Linked DNA regions of Cydia pomonella: region 1 is linked to region 2. Evidence: chromatin contacts called from public Hi-C data. All regions are on one chromosome and are shown on one strand. The core of a region is the stretch at or near the end of the contact, and the rest is flanking DNA. Distances in the headings are between cores, read along the strand shown. Region 1 holds the start of LOC133527441 (peptidylprolyl isomerase domain and WD repeat-containing protein 1). Region 2 holds the start of LOC133527689 (UMP-CMP kinase).

Region 1 (3,428 bases), core at 818-3,317, 170 kb before region 2:
GATAATCATAAGAAAGATAATTTATGTAGGTACCTTAGAAAAGTATTTTAAAGTTCTTATCATAGAACAATGATCAAAAACTGTAAATATTTAAAAAATCTTACAAACTATACAAACACAATTTCTTTCAACTTTAATTTCTTTATCAACATGTATAATTATTATCCAATTTATAATTTATCACAAAACAATACACTTCATGCAATCCTCCATTAAAATCTCATTGTAAAATAAAACAAATTGACAAGATGAAATACTTTCTCATATTCCTCCTAACTCGGGTTGGCCATGCCATACCACAGACAATTACTTTCTAAATTGATAGGGTCAGCAAGTTATTTAGGTCTAACTGTACTTTATATGGTTTGAGAAATTCCTTCATTTTCCAGCATTTTAAGTTTTACTTCAAGAAATTAGGTACAGGTTCATATAATTTTTGATACTATTATGATAATTAAATAGATGTAAAAAAAATAGCAATGACAAATAACAATTTCTTAAGCCAAAAATTAAAAAAAATACCTCGGACGAGTTTCTCATATAACTGGAAGATATTTGCCTGAGAACACCTAAATAACGGACATACAATGTGAATTGGATCATGTGTTTCTGGTAGACTAAGATTTTACGATACAGATTGGATTTATGTGAGAACATTGTATGTACAGAGAATGCAGTGTTGAAAGTTGCAATGTTACATTGTATAAGTATAACAATTATAATGTACCTATGTCAATATTACTCTAGGCTTTAAATATGTGTAGGATTTCTTACCAGAGAAACCAAATTGAAGAAATACAATATCTAAGTAAACATTACAAATTGCTTTAATCTTAGTTTTTATGTTGTGTAGCTTCATACATTCGAGTTTATATCAATGTAGAATTCGGGAGATATCACAATCTAACAAGAATCTTAATTACTTGCCATCTCAATACAGTGGCCAACAGGTTTGTGGCCTATAAAGTAACCTCAAACAGCTCACTTGTAACAAGTGCCTTTTGATGAATATTCACAGCACACTTACGTCGTGTATTTATACGATTTCTCAAGCGGCTCACAGTACATTGATGCGTCATAACCAATAGAGGAAAAAAGAGAAAAGTCGCTACGACATGCCGACGACAAGGTGAAAAGCTGACGTACGACACAACCTAAGTCAACATGAGGATCTTATTCACGATATCTCTACTCGCTATCAGTATATAAATACGGAGAAAGACGAAAAGCAACACATTTCACAACTAATTACCGTATCAAGATGTGTGTCAGAAAGCCAGTACTTGTCAAACTTGACCACGTTCAATAAACAACCTAAACATAACGCGGCAAATCTAAGCATGAGAAAATTTCACCTAAAACACACTGGAATTACACGAAATCGACAGAATCTCACGATGCATATAAAAAAAATACAGTTGGAAAGTACGTACGCGGGACGGTAGCCAAACCACGTGTAGAGGTACCGGTAGCGCGCGATTTAAGAATGATTACGACCCTTATCACTTACCGATTTTGTGTGAAACTTCAAAAACACTTAAATCACTATTATTTAGATCGTTGGTCGATCGAAATTTCTCTTGAATTAACAAATTAGCTGCAATTTATGACGCGTCGTCTGCAAGGAAGCCAGCCACCATCACTACGAATTCGTAAAAGACATTTTCGCCATAGACACCACTCGAAGTTTATGAAAACGAAAAAGCCATAAACAACAAAGGCGTTTTTTACACTTCTGGCAAATTTTGAACAAACCAATACTTTGTGGTTGTCTGTGGTAGTGTTACTAGAAATAAATTATGTTCCCACTTAAGGGACTAATTTTATTCCTAACGAAACTTAAACCTTTTTTTCTTACTTACATAATATAGTTGTAGACCCTTGCCGACAATGGTTATTGTTATTAAATCTACTCTACCTTTTTGCAGGACACTTTTTGTAGAGAAGGATGAAGAAAGGTAATGTGAAAAATAAATGTAAAGGCCCCTACACAGTGGTCAGTGATGGGCCATGCGTGGCAATGCGCAACTGTAGGCCTTCATCATGTGTTCACACGACGGTGCATGGCTCATTGCTGCCTGGTAAAACATTTGCTATAGACGTGAAAGTTCTTACGGCCGAGGCTATTTATCTGTATACTGCTTATATATATACTAGGTACATATGAAAGTGTGCGCAACAAATTTATTAGAAATTAATGGCGTGACACAACAGGCCACGCTACCCCACGATTCCTTGTGGTGAAAAATGTAGGTGCGAAGGGTTTTCGTTTTGTTTTTGAATTTGAATTTCGTGCCTTTTTCTACTGACAAAGTTGTTTAACAGACTACAATTTCATTTACTGAGGAAATTAAGAAGAATCTTCTGGCAATGCCTTCACAAAAAAAAATATCCTCTTGATGCTGTCATTACTTCATTAGTGAGTGTCATTTTAGTTGTCAAAGTCAAATCAACTCGTTTAGTTTTTGTTCGGCTTTAATTACATAGCGTCTTATCATATTTATCAAAACATACATATTTTACTAGTCTAGCTCGCATATAACATCAATAAAAGACTCATAAAACATGTCTGCGGAAAAGAGGCCGGCCAGTCCAGAGAAAGCAGACGAATCTGAAGATGCCGACGCCTGGATCGGTCCTATGCCTTCAGAGGCGGCTGTACCCAAAACTAAGAAAAGAAAAGGTACTATGAGGTCTTTTATTTATTGTTGCATGCAAGGGATCTGTTTTTAATTTAAAAACTAATTAAATGTCTAGAAGATTCTAAGTGATTTAATCATGTGCTAATATTTTGGTGTTTGCCTCAGTTCTGGAGTTTGAATCCTTGTATTTGGAGAACCTGCCGTCCTCGGAGACCTACGAGCGGAGTTACATGCACAGAGATGTGGTCTCTCATGTTGTTGTCACCAAAACAGACTTTATTGTCACAGCCAGTCAAGATGGACACCTCAAATTTTGGAAGAAACAGGTATTTTTTGAGTCTATCATATATTCATACAAATTTGACATTTACAGTGCCTAATCCACTAGAGTTGTGCATGCTTGTTTACTGAAAAGATTGCTCCAAACTCACAAATGTACTAGTTCAGTCTTAGTACAGTAGTACATCAAAAGAAACTGAGCTTAATAATGTAATGGAATGGTTTGTGTCGACATATTATAAAATAGTACATTTCAAAATTTGTTATCGTGCTTACTCCCATGCCATTGCAACGAAGTGGTGATTAATAAACTAATAATAAACTGTGAGACCAATTTACCTACTGATAAATCTACATTATATAGTACTAGGTAACAAAATAATGGATATAAAGCTAAAATTACAAATATGGTTTATGGATACAGTAACACATTCAGATTTATGGTAGCAGAAGTAGATTTATATAGACACAGTTTAGTGAGTGAGTAAAAACAGCATGGCCCATGGA
Region 2 (3,404 bases), core at 852-3,351:
AAATTATCATAATAGTTGGAAATGTGAGTTATCACAATCAAATAAGTTTTGTATTTTATGTACCGGTCTAAATAGTTTATAATATTAGACATGATCAGAGGTGGGAGCTTTGAATCTGCATTGATATGATATCTCTAAAAATTTACATCACAGGCGAATTCGGTTGGTGCCTCATAATCGACATTTAATGCTGGGCTCAATTGAAAATTATTATTTTGGTCGTAAAGTAACTTGTTGATATTGTATATTTTCCTTGATATTTTAAGCATAATATTTTCGAGTGAAAACATACGTAGCCAACCTTTCTGAGGTCTTTTTTTTTCCTTTTACGGATACCTTGCGTTCCCGTAAAAGTGATTTTAACTGTGTTACAGTCAGACGTCCATATTTTGCATGAGGATCCATTTTGCGTTAAACAGACGATTATTAAGTACATGAAAATATCCTACATGCTCTTGTCAAAACAAAACTTTATTTGAATGGCTTTGAGACTATCCGACAGTTTCTCGGTCTCAGATACAAAGTTTAATACTTATAGAGTTTAATTATGAAGTATTATTTATGAAACATTGGTTTATTAAATACAAATATTTCTTTAAAGTTATAAATTTCATAAGAGTTGGTAGTTATCTCAAACTCTAGTGGCGCCATCTACAATTAGCATTCAGCCGCCTTGTGATTATATGCTCTTTGGCCTTCCCCATTACACTTAATTTGGTTCATCCAAGGAGTACAATGCCGAGAGCTGTCGCACGCCGAAAGAGTAAAGGTTTTTTTTGTACTGAATCTGCTGATACGGAAGACGTTAAAATAAATGTACTCAATATCACGCAGGCTATGCTCGTCAAACTCAAAATCTGAGGGCCTACCGCGAACCACGTTCGACGTGTTGCCTCTCTGTCGCACTTGTTAATTCGTACGTAAGTATGACGGAGAGGCAGCACGTCGAACGTGGTTCGCGGTAAGCCCTCTGCTGTAATTTCGACCGGTTCGTGTTTGGTGGAAGTAGTCATCTCGGTAGATTTAATCCGCCAATGTCAATGTTGCCAGATGCAATGCCTGTTCGTTTCCTATAGGGACCGTGCGTGTTGGAGGGTCTGTCATCTTGTGGCCTGAATCGGAACCATAAACATGTACATTTACACGTCACGTGTTTTCTTGTGCATAGTAGGTTCTGCCATCTTATGGGCTACATCTGAACAATAAACATCACAATTACGCCTCGCGCCAAAAATCTGACGGCTCCTGTGCTGCCTCCTACAGTTCATGCACGCTCCCTATACTACACTGGCACAGTTACCTCGTCAGCAGCAAAAGACGACAAATTATTTAAAAAAAAAATTCGCTCCTTTTTCTAATGACAAGTTAGGTGTGTTTCACTGTTGTTGGAAATGGATTCAAAACAATGAATATATTCAATAAATCAAATGACAATATAGTTAGACCAAGCTAATATGGCAGCGATTAATGATACCCAAGACGGTGCACGGGTTATTTTAAACGTCAAACTTCTATGAAAATTATGACGTTTACTTGACAATTGCACCTTTCAAAATCGCTCCCAATGTATCCAAGTGTATCATACTTACTTTACTCTTTATGATAGATAGATAGATACATTCTTTATCCATACCCACAAGATACATGGCATTAGCATCAAAATAAACAAAAAAGAAAAGTGTAAAATAAAAACATGCAAACTTAATTCAATAAAACATTTTTTTTAAATTAATACGCCATGTGTTGTGGCACAGAAAAGGCGCTGACTCAGCATAATGATCAAAGAATATAATACTCACTAGGATAATGATGCAGCAAGCCGCATCGCTGGTATTCTGCCAGTCTTTGGTTCTGTCTCTTTGGGCCAGACTAGACGTCATAATTTTCATAGAAGTTTGAGGTTTGAACCAACACTTGCACAGCCTGGGCTATCAAAATCGCTGCCAACTTAGCATGTTCTAATTCTATACTTTTTACACTGTGCCATTATTACATGAGGCCATAATACAAGAAATCAAGTCCGAGATTTTAATCAGTGAACGAAAATAAGATTTGAATAGTCCCGTATAGATCGATTTGTATCTTTCGTGCGGCAACACTGATCATAACGTCATTTCAATCACGTCTAACTCAAGGTTATAGCATTGCGCATGTTTTATAAAATAAATTAATTTCAACGAAGTAAATTAGTCGCTCTCCGTTTGATGCTATATCGTGTGCTCCGTCGCTTTTCAGTTTCATTCAACAAGATGGTGCCAGAAGTGGTGTTTGTGCTGGGAGCGCCCGGCTCCGGCAAAGGGACGCAGTGTTCCTTGATCTCTAAAGAATACGATTACGTGCACCTGTCCGCGGGGGATCTGCTGCGCGAGGAGCGGCAGCGGCCCGGCTCCGAGTACGGAGAGATGATCGAGGAAAAAATCCGTAATGGCGAAATCGTGCCCGTGGAGGTTACGTGCTCGCTCCTACACAAGGCCATGCAAAAGTCCGGCAAGACGCGCTTCCTTATCGACGGCTTCCCGCGCAACAAGGACAACTTAGATGGCTGGGAACGCGTAATGACTGACAAAACAAAGCTTCTGTTTGTACTTTTCTTCGAGTGTGGTCGGGATCTGTGCACGGAGCGGTGCCTGGGGCGCGGCGCGGCGGGCAGCGGCCGCTCGGACGACAACCTCGAGAGCTTGCAGAAAAGATTCAACACGTACCTGAACGATACCATGCCTATCATAGACCACTACGACCGCCTGGGCCTCGTGCGTCGAATTAATGCTGAAGTTGGCCCAGCAGAAGTGTTTGAGAGTGTCAAAAAAGTGTTCACAGCCGTTGAGAAAAGTGAAAGTTAATTCAATTAACATGTATGAATAAATAGGTCAATCTTAGTTGTAATGGTGTTTGACATGAAGCATTGTCATATCCTGTGCAATAGTTATTTATTTGTCAGCTATGAGTGAGTTTACAAGTTTTAATTATCCAGGGATTTTAAAGTGTATTAATAACACCAATTGGCTTAATAGCCATGTCAAGAATGAGATGATTGAGTTGAACAGAGTTTTGCATAATGTGATCACTGATCATGCTAGGTGATTAATTTTATTAAAGCAAAAGACCAGGACAAAGTAATGATTTCCCCACTCTCTGTAAAACTATGTTCATTTGTTACTAACCCTTTGTGTGCCGAACTCCTGCAGTGGGACGAAAATTAAATTGCCATGTCTGCCGGCCTCCATTTTTAAAATTTTGCCACATTTGGCAGGGGCTGGGCGGGGCTACACACCATCGTCCACGGAATTATGAAGTTTCTATAAGCCTAAAAGATCCTTGTCTAATGATTTAGCATTAGTATATGTCTGAGCGGTACAGAACTAATTTTTGACACTCAACTTTCCGTCAAGAGAGAGTACCTTACA

The links. Hi-C and Micro-C count contacts between places; a contact is called where the count stands out from the background.
Region 1: a contact with region 2 is called in a Hi-C map of whole body, with 4 times the contacts expected there. The contact joins the promoter of LOC133527441 here to the promoter of LOC133527689 in region 2. A contact is called at or near these places in 2 of 2 Hi-C or Micro-C datasets (both in whole body).

Annotation. Positions count from the first base shown.
Region 1 is chr18:17,186,962-17,190,389 of ilCydPomo1, reverse strand. It overlaps LOC133527441 (peptidylprolyl isomerase domain and WD repeat-containing protein 1), which reads left to right and starts at 2,067. Exons shown (of 12, transcript XM_061864456.1): 1 at 2,067-2,683; 2 at 2,808-2,968. The coding sequence starts at 2,566. It overlaps LOC133527445 (CCHC-type zinc finger nucleic acid binding protein), which reads right to left and starts at 1,670. Exons shown (of 3, transcript XM_061864461.1): 1 at 1,511-1,670.
Region 2 is chr18:17,020,329-17,023,732 of ilCydPomo1, reverse strand. LOC133527689 (UMP-CMP kinase) reads left to right here and starts at 2,101. Exons shown (of 1, transcript XM_061864808.1): 1 at 2,101-3,404. The coding sequence starts at 2,205. The coding sequence ends at 2,840.